Linked DNA regions of Mus musculus: region 2 is linked to region 1. A link is a contact called in public Hi-C data. All regions are on one chromosome and are shown on one strand. Each heading gives the region's core, a stretch centred on a gene start, on an enhancer-like site or on the middle of the called end of the contact. The rest is flanking DNA. Distances are from core to core; before and after follow the strand shown. Region 1 has its middle 81 kb from the start of Gm14009. Region 2 overlaps Morrbid (myeloid RNA regulator of BCL2L11 induced cell death).

Region 1 (7,056 bases), core at 1,117-3,616:
AGACTGGCCAGCAAGTGAAGTTCCAGGAATTCTCCTGTCTCCACCTTCTTGGTGCTGGGATTATGAGCGAAGAAAGGCAGCACACTGGGATTTCCTTACATGGGACCTGGGGCCTGAGCCTTTTACTAATTGAGCTTGTCTCTGGCTCCCTTCACCATGTATTTAACTCATGTTTTATCTACACACTAGAACCCTGGGAGGCTCCTCTGACCTGAGAATCTGCAAAATATGGGAGACATCCATCCTCCTGCCCCACTCGGGTCTGCACAACTCCTCTACAGTGACCTCTGCCTGTTCAGATGGAGAAGGAGCCTTTCTTTCTGCTCCTTTCCCCTTCCTCCATCTCCCATCTCCTTTTCCTCTCTGTCCCTCCCGTCTTCCTTTCTTTCTGTCAGTCTCTGATATTCAGGGCCTTCCTGGGCAGTGCTAGTCTATACCAAATACTGTACTCCCAAGAGGTAAGCAGGCAAGAACCTGCCACACTACTGGGTATATGAATGTCCTGAGCCTAGCTGTGTCCACCAGTCCATCCCAGTCTGGCTCTGCAGTAGCTCAGTATGCAGGCCTGGGTTGCTCCTAGAGTGCTGTCTTCTCTGCCTGGAATGGCAGAAGAGCCGGTCTCCATCTTCTGCTGAGTCCGAGGCACCAGCTAGGAGTCCCATCTGTGGGTCCCTTCACTGGGACCCTCAGCCAGGACACAGTGACTAGGCTGTGCTCTTGTCCCATAGGAAACACAGGAGGCACTGAAGGGTAAGCAACAGTCCATTCCTCTAGTCCTGGCTCGTCCTACCTAGACCCTAGCAGAGCAGGGTGTAGAACAGGTCTGTCTTGCTGAAATGACACAGAATCCTCTGCTTGGAGCCACACTGGTAGGTACGGAGGCTTTGGAGTTTCCCAATGAGGCACCCTGCATATCTCAGCTCAGGTACCAGGAGGCAAAGCTGTCAGCACATGAGAACAGAGGACAGTAGAATCCCACATCTGTGCTCTCTCTGAACCTCCCGTTAGGGCGGGAAAGAGTGGCAGCAACTGTCTCAAGGGATGAGATTAATGAACAAATGTGTGAAGTGCTCCGAGTAGACAAGGACAACAGCTGTTAATTGGAGTAGCGCTAACTGCAGTGGCCTGGGGCCAATCCCTTCACCTCTGGAAGCCTCTATTTCCTCATCTGCAAGAGAAGAAAATAAAAATAGGCTCTCTACAGGATTAAGTGGGTGGAGAGGAAAATCCTTGTATTCTGTAAGCAATTGTATCTAGAGTTGTAACCAATGGAATTTCCTGTCTAAAGTAGCTCCAGTTAGGTAGTTACTATCTTTCAAAGCTGAATACATTAGCCATCAGCATCCATCCACTTAAATGCACACATGCACACATACACATGCACACAATACAAATGCACACACACACGTACACACATACACACACATGCACGCACACACATACATACACACACATGCACACACATGTACACACACATGCACACACACATGCACACACATACACATGCACACATACACACACACATACATACACACACACATGCACAGACATATGCACACACACACCCCTGTAAATGGAAACATCTGAACCATCATGTTTCAGCATCCACTTTTCCTCAGCTCTCCTGGATTGGTCTTCATGAGCTAGGAAGTCCATTGTGGCCAGTAGAGAATATAGAGTAAGGCATTTGGGACCAGACTGTGGGCACAGCCTGCAAGGTGCTTTTGTGTGAATAGAGAAGAGAACCCTTTCCCTGTGTCACACCTTGGAAAATGGGATTGCGTTAATGTTGATTGTCAACTTGACAAGATTTACAATCACTGAGAAGACACACCTCTGTGTCTGAGAATCACCTAGGAGACACACCTCTGGATGTGCCAGAGAGTAGAACCCGTGATCAGAGAAGTTTAACTGGGGAAGAAGACCACTTTCAAAGTGGACAGCTCTCTTCCATGAACTGGGGTCCTAGAGTGAACAAAAAGTAGTAAGAGAAGAAACCAAAACCAGCAGAGCCCTAGCATCCACTCTTCCCAGTTCCCACTGCAGATACAATGTGTCCAGTGTCTTCACACTCCTGTCACCATGCATTCCTTACCATGACGGACTGTACCCCCCAGACCATAAGCTAAAATAAACTCTTCCCACTGTAAATCGCTTTTTGCCATAGCAACTAGAAAAGTAATCAATACTGGTAGAAACTAGATCTCAACTCTTGCTTACCCTTTCCTGCACAACACGACCCTGTTCATAAGGCCTGAATATAGGCTGCGATCTTGCATGCCTTCTGGGCAGCCTGAGGTATCAGTGGGGTGAGCCAAGTTGCTCAAGTGTGAGGCAGAAGGAAGGGTGGGGACTACAGTTGATGGTGCAACAGCCAGGCTTGGAGTCTGAGGAGAAGCTGTGACCAGCTTGGAAGCAATACCAGATGCTGGTGACTTTATAGTCAACTGGAGAAATCTACAGAGCTGACTTACGTGGGTCTCTCAGGTCTCTGACCATGGGTTCACCTCTCATGACTATTCCCAACCTCAACCAGCTAGCCCCTTCCCGGCCCCTTTACTGTGCCTCCTGCTTCTTCCAGATGCTACCAACTTCATCCAACAGCTAACCCTTCAGAACTTTGCATGAAGAGTTGAGGACTAACTCAGATGATAGAGCTTGCCTAATATGTGTGAGGCCTTAGATCCCACCCCCAGCCCTGCAAAAACAATTAAAAAAAAAAAAGGAAACAAACTTGGAGTATCACTTCCTCTTTTGAATTCCCACAAATATCCCGGCTGCTGTTTCCCAGAATCCCTGCTATCATGAGGAAGAGTTAACCCCAGGAATTTCTGGCACGGGGTGGTTGTTACCACCTCAGGCACACTTCCTTTTCCATCTGGTTAGTTTAATTGTCATTTGACACAATCTAGAATCACCTGAGAAGAGAGCCTCAGTGGGGTATTACCCACATCAGGTTGGTCTTTTGGACATATCTGAGGAGGATTGTCTTGAGTTAATTGATATTGGAAGAACTAACCCACTGTGGGCAGCACCATTCCTTAGGCATGGGGTCCTAAACTGTATGAGTGGAGAAACTGACCTAAGCTTGGCCATCGTACATACTGTATGCTCTTGGCTATGGAAGTACTATGACTAGCCATTGGAGGTTCCTGCCTTTGACATCCCCACAATGGTGGACCTAACCTGGAGTTGTGAATTTAGACGAGCCCCTTTCTCCTCTAAGTTGCTTTTGTCAGGGTATTTTAGCACAGCAGCAGAAATGGTGTCACCAACAAATTCACACCTTCCTAGTCCTTTGTGGCATTGTTTAGCCTGTACATCTCCAGTGGCCACCATAATTTTAATTATCAGTTTGTGGCTTCCCAGTGTTTTTCTTCCTTTCTATCTTTGAAGTACTCAGACTCAGAGAGAGAGAGAGAGAGAGAGAGAGAGAGAGAGAGAGAGAGAGAGAGAGAAGCCTTGTCAGTTTCTGTCACTTTTGGGCACAGAAGTCCCCATTTCAAGAAAAGGTTTTACCAAAAGCAACTTGGCTCTTGTCCAAGACAACACCCTACAAGACTTAACACCAGTCCTCAGCACTGAAACCGAGGAGGGCGGACAAAGCCAGTCTCGTAGAGGTGCCTGGCTGAGTGCTCCCACTGGGAGGATTTCCACGCATGCTCTGACACCTGTCTTTCCGGGTTTTGCCCCTCACTTCTTCACTCTTGTTTTCTTTGTCCCATGGTCAGCTGGAGATCTATGACTTTGTCACTCAGTTCCTGATGGGTCTGTACAGGGCAGGACTGTTATAGCTATTCTGTAGACACTTCACATTCTGGCATGTTAAAGGGTGTTACTAAATTATATACTTAAAAAAAAAAGTTCTTTGATGTGATAAGTTTCAAATGCATTAAACCAAAGTTCTCCGGGGTTCTCTGCTACAGGACTTCTTAGAGCCTTGACTGTGCTGTGGCTTTCTAAGAAAGGGGCGGGCCACACACACTTGTCAGCTCCTGGCAGATGTGGTATGCTGCATCAGCCTTTAGGTGCTGAGGGGTGCACCCTGGGAGATGCACCAACGGATGCTGCACAGTGTGCTATTGCCCCTTGGTGCTGGGCCTTTCCCACTCTCCCCTCCAGCCTGGTTGCCTTCCCTGGAATTGTGTTCCCATCTTGGCTTGCTTGATACAACTCGGGTCACTGACTTCCAGAGTATTCTAAGAGGCTCAGGAGAGGGTTGTGTCCTGAGATCATTTCTGTTGCTGGCAGCTGTTCAGATGGAGAAGTAGGAAGACTGTTGGTGAGGCTGGTGTGGCTGACCACACGTGTGCTCTTTTGTTTGCTGTGTTCTGGCATGGTCAGGGGACCTAGGGAACCTAAGAATCTGTTTGCTCCGGGTTTACGCCAAAGGACTTTTAGAGCAAAGCAAGATACAACTCCACAGTGGCTCCTAGAAGTCTACATGGGTGGATGTTAGGATGCCAGCCCGTGATGTTAACTGCTGATTTCTTTGGTTCTGAGATGTCATCAATTGTAAGACACACCGTTGTTCTAGCAGCAATTTGTCGGAGAACAACAAAAAAGAAAGACAGAAAGAGAAAGAAAGAAACTAGGCAGAGTATAGGACACATCCTGATTTTAGAATAATTCAAATGTGAACAATTGTGTGCCCCGGTCTCAGAAATAGACTGTTTCTACAGGTTGGGGCTGGCTTCTTCTACATTACTATAAAGGAAGCTGAGAAACAGACTCTGGGCAAGAAGGTGGAAGACTGGGGTGCTGGGAAGGTGTTTGCTCTCAAAAATTAGTTATTGGCCTATCACATAGTCAAGGCTTATGTAGTTAGCAGGGACTGTGGTAGATATTCCATGCCTCCTCCCTCTTTATAGAAGGAATGTCTGAATATATGTGGCAAATAGTTCTTTCCCATTGGTCCAAAGCTTCAGTCTCACTCTACCCGCTGAAAGTCACCGATAATTCATAAAAATGAAATCAGAAACTTAGTATGAGTATTTTAAAATAATGAATGGGGATGTCCCTTCTATGGCTCCACATCATAAGTGGTCTCATCCAAGGAATCCTGACTCTTGTACCATGCCCGGAATTCTGTCACACTCAAAGATAGTGGGCAGGCCCTTGATGTTGGATGGCAGGGTTTTTCTAGATTAGAGCCTTCCATCTCAGAGAGAAGCTTGTTAAGATACAGAAAGTTAGGAGGAAGGTGAGACAACAGGATTTGTGGGGGTGTCAAAGGACCTCTCCACAGGTTGCCTAAGTCCACCAGAAAACAGATATTTACATAATGATTCATAACAGTAGCAAAATTACAGTTATGAAGTAGCAACAAAACCAATTTTATGGTTGGAGGTCACCACAACCTGAGGAATTGTATTAAAGGGTCACAGCATTAGGAAGGTTGAGAACCACAGTTCTAAGGAGAAGAGAAGCTTTTCATCCTGCAGGGAAGCTCCTGGAGCTCAAAAAGGAAACAACTCAAAGCCTTCAGGAACTTCCTGAAACTAACTTAAATATACTAGGCTCGTTCTGTCCCAAACTTACATTGTTGGCATTTCATCTAGGCTCCACAGTTACCTGATAACAGCCAGGTGTGCCTGACTCACTTGAAAAGGGGTTCCTTGCCCCCTTCTCACTCTCTTGTACTCATCTCCTCTTGCTCTTGCCCCTTACCCTCTTCTCTCTCTTTCCCCATTCCCCTCTCTCTCCACGTGCTCATGGCCAGCTTCTTTCTCTCTTTCTTTCTTTCTTTCTCTCTCTCTCTCTCTTTCTTTCTTTCTTCCTTCCTTCCTTTCTTTCTTTCTTTCTTTCTTTCTTTCTTTCTTTCTTTCTTTCTTTCTCTTCCTTCCTTCCTTCCTTCCTTCCTTCCTTCCTTTCTTTCTTTCTTTCTTTCTTTCTTTCTTTCTTTCTTCTTCTTCTTCTTCTTCTTCTTCTTCTTCTTCTTCTTCTTCTTCTTCTTCTTCTTCTTCTTCTTCTCCTTCTTCTTCTTCTTCTCCTCCTCCTCCTCCTCCTCCTCCTCCTCCTCCTCCTCTTCTTCCTCCTCCTCCTCCTTCTCTCTCTCTCTCGCTCTCTCTCCCCCCACTCTCTTTGCCTTTCTCTGTCTCCACTCCCTCAACTTCCCTCCCTATGCCCTCAATAAACTCTATTCTATACTATATTCATGTGGCTGGTACCTCAGAGCGAAGGGATGGCTCAGCATGGGCCTGCACCCCCTTCCCCTACACCATATTGTGTCTCCACTGAACATATCCCTGGCTCTTTTCTTATCTTTATATAAAACACAACATATATAATCTGAAAGAGAGTGAATCCTCAACAAGACAAGATGCTGAATGAGGCTAAGAGTGAGCAAGTGGCCTGGAAAGGACACTCCAACTTATTGAGCTGCTACAGGCTCTGTGGTGTGCTCCAGGTCCCCAACTTTGGTGCACTGTCATTCATTCTCAGGTGAGCTTGGGTGATGCAGCTATCTCTGGGTGATTATTGCTCTGTCATCAGTTCCCTATCGGGCATGAGTGGACATTTGTTCACACCTCTCCAGGAATAGTTTCATACAACAGTTGAATTGGTATCCCAATCCTGAAAAAAACAAACAAAAAAAAAAAAAACAAAACTGCAATGGAGAAATGTCAAAGGTTACAAAAAGGCCTGGGTAGCCTCAGTGAATTCTGGGAGGTGGGTGTATTTCCATCTCTATGCTGTGTGAGCTTGATCAGAGAAAACGGATGCAGTGGAGACTTTAGGACAGAACCAGAGCTGGAGACAACTAAGGACCAATGAGTAGAAGCCTGCTCCTGACTGTATGGGTGAAGAATGGGATGCTGAGAAGTGAGGAGGAAGTGGAAAATCCAAGCTCTCCTGTTAGTCTGTGTTGTCTTTTTGCTGTGAGATTTTTGGACCTTATTTTCAGCAAATTGACCAAAGACTCTTGAGTAGTGCCATGAGCTGTCTACAAGAGTTCAGGTTGTAACACAAATACTCATGGGTGTGCCATGGAGCACACTCTCAAAGGACCGAGCTTCCCTGGGGCTTGGAAAGAGATGCTCGTCCATTCAGTCT
Region 2 (6,446 bases), core at 2,086-4,585, 110 kb after region 1:
CTAGTGACGAGACACGCTGCTGAAGTCTTCCCTGAGCCATCACCACTCAAGTAAAGTCTTTCTGTAATTCACACTTACTCCTCTAGCTCAGAGGTTCTCAATATGAGGGTTGTGACCTCTTTGGGGTCATATATCAGATATCCTGCATATCAGTTATTTACATTATGATTCATAACAGCAGCAGTTGTGACATAGCAATGCACTAATTTTACAGCTGGTGTCACAGCACAAGCAACTGTATTAAAGGGTCTTAGCACCAGGAAGGCCGAGGACAAAACCGCTGCTCTAGAGAAAGAATACTTTCCACGCTGACTCAGTACCAGCTCTGAGAAGCAATGTGTCTGCATTTTGTCAAATATTATAATTTACTGTTAAAATAAAATCTGATTCTTCTCATGAAACCCTAAAGGTTTTTAAGTGCTCACTTTCCACTTCCCAGTCCAAAATCCTGGAAAAATTCTGGCTTCTATTCCAAGAGAGATGTTGAGAGCAACCCCTACCCCCCCCCCCCCCACACACACACAAGAGTAACCAGAGTGGGCATCTGTCCAGTGATCAAGGCTGAAGACAAAAGGGGGTTAGATCCTTTCTCAGCCACAGAGTTGGGGGTGGGGGAGATAGGATACCTGCTCTCCAGGCCCCCCCAAGACTGACCTGGCTTTAGTGCCAAAAGCCCTTCCCAGGAGATCCTCAGTCCCGAGCAAACCCAGATGATTGCCCACCTGGCTGAGGACCAAGATCTGCTGACTAGAGACCTTGGGTCATTGTCAAACCCCCAACTCTCAAGCAGTCTTTGGAGGACCTCGGATATAGTGGTTAATACCCTTTCTGATCCAGCCAGTTCTCCTGGGTTGTGTTATTGTTGGTATGCCCTCCCCGATCCCTGCCCAGACACACACACAGACATACAAAATACATATACAAACACATACAGACACACACACATAGAGACACACAAAAATACACATACATATATACACACACAGACACTCATAGACACACACACAGAGACATACACACACAGACAAACACACATACATATACAGACACACACATACAGAGACATACACAGACACACATACATACATACATCATACATACAAACACACAGAGATACATAGAGATACATATACATATATACAGGCACACACACATAGAGGAACACAGAAACACATACACACAATACAGACATACACACAGACATACACACAGAGACATGCACACATACAGAAACATATACAGAGACACAGATACAGACACACACATACATATACAGAAACACACACACTTACCCAGCTAGCTGCCCACACCCCATATCTTACTAGATTTCAACCATTCTGTGGAGGTATTACTGACGAATGCTTCCCATAGTCTCTGGCATTTGGGACTGTTTGGGGAGGCTCATGGAGGCTCATGGGGGTGTGATCTTACAGGGGAAATATGTCATTTGGGTAGTGGGCTTTGAGCTTTCTGAGCAATGCATCATTCCCAGTTTGCTCTACTTCCTGCTTGTGGGTTTTTTTTTAAAGATTACTTTATTAATTATATATAAGCACACTGTAGCTGTCTTTAGACACACCAGAAGAGGGCATCAGATCTCATTACAGATGGTTGTGAGCCACCATGTTGTTGCTGGGAATTGAACTCAGGACCTCTGGAAGAACAGTCAGTGCTCTTAACTGCTGAGCCATCTCTCCAGCCCCCTGCTTGTGGTTTAAGACACTAAGCTGTCTGAGCTGTCATGCCTGCTTGCTGCCGCACTTCCTCATCATAGCAGCAGGGGACTTTATCCCTCTGGACCTGTGATCCCAAGTAACCCCCTCCTTCTAATAATAGCCCAGGTCATGTTGTTTTGTCACAGCGATATAAATGTAACTAAAACACACTCTCACCTGGGCCCCACAGTGCTCACCTGCAACCTCAGCACACAGGTGGGAGCGGCAGGAGACTCACTCTCAAAACACCTGCAGCCTCTGGTCCCCGAGTACAACTTTGTTATCATCCAGAGCCTCATAAAACAGAGACATAAGGCCAGAGGAGGGGAGATGGGGGTGGGCAGAAGAGTCATTCTGTAATATAGAGAGAGGAAGGGTCCACAGACAAGGAGTGCTAATAGCCTAGAGAAACCAAAACAGAGGGAGGCGAAAGCTATCTGCTGGTACCAGACCCATGGCACCTTGACTCCTGCTAGTGAGAGTTATTTCAGCCTCCTGAACTGTACCAGCAAACATCGGTGCTACTGGAAGCTCCCAAGAGTTGAAGGCAGCATGGGAAAGACGGGTACTCTGCAGGAGAAGAGCAAAAGCTAGAGGAACCAAGCGGGTTCCTTAAGCCACAGGGAAATCCCAGGAGGTGTCCAGACTTCCTCCTGCTGGGAAACAGCCTCCAAATACTGGAGCCTGCAACCCCTCCCGAAAGTCCCCTGGGCCAGGCACCTCGGAGCCCGTGGCTCTGAGAGTCATTCAGCATCTCGCTTACTGTGCCCACTCTCGGCCTAAATCACCCAGCTGGCGGGAATTGATTATTCTATAAGGCGAAAAGGAGGACCCACCATGCGAGCTGCAGTGCATGTTGGGAACAGGGCCAGGCCAAAGGTCCGAATAAACAGGGCTGCCAGGTACCCACCTAGAGTTATATCCCAGGAAGAAGTCCAGACAGGCAGCACTCAGAGTAGGAACTGCTAAAGGCTCCCTGAGGGGCTTTGCTTTGAGGGCCATAGGCCATTAAGGCATTTAAATCACAGTGTGTGTGTGTGTGTGTGTGTGTGTGTGTGTGTGTATGTTCATGATGGTTAGGTGGAGGTGGCGGTAGAACTGGGCCAAGGGTCTTGGTTCATAGGTGTCCCAAGCAGGTATGTCTCAAAAGATGGTAGCTAGACATGAAATACTTCTTGCTGGCTCATTTCTTTCCAGCCTGGGTGACAGAGTGTGGTGTGGGAGAGGGGGAGGGGAGGTACATTTGGTCACAGCCCTTGTTTACCAAAATGTCTTCTCCTGAGCAAGAAAAAAGTCCCAGAATAACGCAGGGGTAGGGTTGGGGTAGGGTGTCCTTGACCTCCTTCAGCTCTCTTGGTTACAACCGTCAAAATTGTCCTTCAAGTTTAGTCCCCAAAGGCGTCAGAGCTTGACAAAGATGAATGGGGAACAGCTGTCCCTTGGCCATCAGAATCGCAGCTCTCTCCTCCCTGTGTGGACTATGGGACATGGAGAGTGTGTTCCTCAGTCTCTGAGGCCAGACAGGCCAGACTCTGGTCACCAAAGTTTAGACTCAGCCACTATTCGGAAAGCGGTGGCCCAGGCTTTCCCTGACACAGTTGAGCAACTTGAGGCCTTGGGAATTTGGGTGTGCCTCATATGAGGAACTAAGCCAGGCTCTCACTTCCCAGTGGGGGCTCAGCTCTACTCCCAGAGTCCCTGTTCCCAGGCCCAGGATACAGGCAAATGGAGCTCCAACCAGGAGCCAGGAGCCCCCTTTCAGGAATTAGGGGACCACTTGCCTTCCTACCTGACTCATCCTTCCCACCTCAAGGGCATGGAGATGATGACAAAAGCCATGTCCATCTCTAGTCACTGTTGGTGACACCCTCCTCCTCTGCTGTCCTCTGCACAGTGCAATCCCAGGCTCTCATTGCCCACACCTTTGAATGTCCCTGGGCTCTGGAAAGCTAAGAGTCCAGTGGAGCTAGTGACTTCACTATGTCCTGCTCAGGGCAGCTGGCGCTAAAGGAACAGGTGTGTCCCATAGAGAGCTGGGCCTTGCCTCAGTTGTCCCAGTGTGGACTCAGAGCACCTCCATGTCCAGCTAAGGCCTAGCCCATGCTGTGTCCTAGATACCTGTGGTTAGGAGGGACAACTCAGGTGCTCACCACAGGTTCTAATCCCAGCACCAGGACTTTCCTTTGCCCTGGGGGATTGTTTAAATTGAGTGCCTCAGTTTTCCCCACCCCTACATGGTGATGAGTTTGGGGTGTTTTTGAAAGCTGCATGTGAGGGTTGAATAACACTGGAGAGGCAAGGGCCACATCTGGCATGAAGGGCAGGCAGGGTGTGAATGAAACTGAGTGTGGTTCTCAGACTCTCAAACAGAGGGCCAGATTGATTACCACAAAGTAAGTCAAGGTCCCTTTTAAATACCTGGCCAGGCTCCCCTCTGAGCAGCATTGGCTCTGAGGCATGAACAGATGGCAGAAGCCTTTCCTGGCAGCTCAGTGTGGAGGCCTCTTCTCTGGGGGCTGGCCTTTTCTAGGTCCTACTTCTCTTCTTCCTTACATCTCCTCCGGGCAAAAGCTAATCCTGTCATCCATTTACCAAAGGGGAAACTAGGGCTCAGAGAGGTTGCAAAAATTGTCTTGGTGGTAGAGTGACTCAGGGCTGTACTGTGAACTGTCCCCTGTCTGTTATGGGGTCTGCTCACTGTGGTGGCCTTTGCTGCCTGGGCCAGGGAGAGGCAGGACCAGGAACTAAGGCCAGGACGTAAGACACCGGGACCACGTTCTCACATCACTGTGATCTGTAGGTAGACAGCACAGGGCCCCACTCAGATGGGTACTCTTCCCGGGACCAGGACCGAGGAACAAGGAAGATAGCATAGCAGACGTATGAGCCTGGGGTTCATAGTGATTCGTCCAAAGGACCTTGTGCCAATATGCTCAGGCCTCATGCATCTGTCCCTCTGGGGAGATGTGGATGGTCTTCCCTAGATTCACCATAGTTAGCAACACACACACACACACACACACACACACACACACACACTGGCAGCAGTAGGGATGCACTCAGTTGCCTGGTGTCTGGTTTCTTAAGCTAGGCCAGGGAACTTTTATGTAGAATGTTAATTGGGCTCTGCCTGGCCCAGGATACCTGGCTGTGACAACAATGTCCCCATACTTCTACTGCCTACCTGCAAGGACCCTGCCTCCACGTTCACTTCTGGTAGGTTGGACTGACCCTATATCTAAAACGCTAGCGTCCTAATATTACTTTTAATGGTGTCTTGAGTTGAAAATGATGGAGTCTCAAACTACTGTCCATTGCTCCAAATTCCTAGGCTGCCCAGAGTTTTTGTCTTGTTTGTAATAACATTTTATTAGAACACAATGGCTCTCCTCTGTGCATCACCTCTGGCTGTTGCTATGCTACACTGGCAGAGAAGCTCTAAGACACTGAAGGGCCTGCACATCTAAGATAATTTCCAGCTAGCCATTTTGAACAAAAGTTTGCTGAAAAATCAAAACTCAGTTGGAAGTTTGATTCTGTGAAAGCCTTAACAGCGTGGGGAAGTTATATTCTAGATCTCTACATTTTGGATCAATCCAGGTTCTCTTGAGGGAATGAATCTAATGCTGAAGCAAGTGTGGACGAGGGTGCGTGTGTGTAGACGTGTACGTGTGAGGATTAGTAGTGGGCAGTGGATGCAATTACCGAGGTGAGTCTATGGATTACTGAGGGTGAAGTTGAAGCCAGAGCAGAGCTCAGACTCAAACTGGATCCCCGGACAAGTGTATTAGCCAGGGCTCTTCAAAGTAGAGAATATATATAGGATTTCTTAGACTGCTTACAGGATATAGCCCAGCTAATCCAGCAATGGCCTTTTCACACTGTCTCATAGCTCCCATGTAGTGTCCTGGAGGACCCCTGGAGAGACACTGGCTTCAGTCTATATTAGAATCCCAAAGAAGTTAGTTCTAATGTTGGTGATGAAATGTAGCAATAGGATAGATGGTCTTGCCAGAAGGAGTGAGGCTAAGTAGGCAAAACGCAAAGTTTCCTTCTTCCACATCCTTTTACGTGGTCTGTCACCAGAAGTCCAGCACTGGGGTAAATATTCCTGCCTCAAAAAATTGATAAGAAAAATCCTCCACAAGAGTTGCCCAAGGCTTGGGTTTTAGCTGATTCTAGATGCAGTCAAGATGACAACAGAGACTAGCCACATAGCACACCATGTCCTCCCATAAGCCTCTGCTCACTCACGGGGGAAGCATGGAGCTAATGCCACCAACCACCCAGGGCTGCTGTTGTCAGCAAATGATGTCAGATATGCAGAACTCATTATGTGGAGCCTTTCCAGAGCTCCCCAAAACTATTCACAGGAGCACCATGACAGTTCTTAGGAGGGTGTCTAGCACGTGTTAAATACTCAGTCGGCTCTCCCCCATGCCAAAATTATTCAAGACACTCATCAGTGTATTTGGAGTACAGATATTTTAATAAGACGATCTCCTTTTTTTTCCTGGGTGTAAATTTGGATCATCTTGAGGATGTGATCTTTGGCCATAGCTTCAACTATGCAGTAGTCCGGGAAGCAGATGGTCCTGTCTGTATCCCACAGACTTTCAGTGACTCCCTAGGCAAGGTGTACAAGACTCCTGCTGGAGCTAGCAGTGAGACATTTTAGATTCCCCAGGGCAAACTGGAGAAGTCCTGCTCCCTGTCAGCAGCGAGCTCTGG

The links. Hi-C and Micro-C count contacts between places; a contact is called where the count stands out from the background.
Region 2: a Hi-C map of bone marrow-derived macrophages shows a contact between it and region 1, with 40 read pairs. The contact joins two enhancer-like sites. A contact is called at or near these places in 1 of 15 datasets of contacts at CTCF or cohesin (CD8 T cells), 3 of 484 Hi-C or Micro-C datasets (the G1E-ER4 cell line, bone marrow-derived macrophages and cerebellum) and 3 of 115 datasets of contacts at active chromatin or transcription factors (CD8 T cells, embryonic stem cells and trophoblast stem cells).

Annotation. Positions count from the first base shown.
Region 1 is chr2:128,247,050-128,254,105 of GRCm38.p6, forward strand. No RefSeq gene overlaps it. Among named protein-coding and RNA genes, the nearest start is that of Gm14009, 81 kb to the left of the region's middle. Within about 2 kb of position 2,367, at least 26 of the 459 cell types and tissues checked have an H3K27ac peak or open chromatin away from gene starts, as enhancers often do. A contact at or near this core is called in bone marrow-derived macrophages, where this site is marked.
Region 2 is chr2:128,357,471-128,363,916 of GRCm38.p6, forward strand. All of the region lies in intron 1 of Morrbid (myeloid RNA regulator of BCL2L11 induced cell death), which reads right to left. Among named protein-coding and RNA genes, the nearest start is that of Gm14010, 62 kb to the right of the region's middle. Within about 2 kb of position 3,336, at least 24 of the 459 cell types and tissues checked have an H3K27ac peak or open chromatin away from gene starts, as enhancers often do. A contact at or near this core is called in bone marrow-derived macrophages, where this site is marked.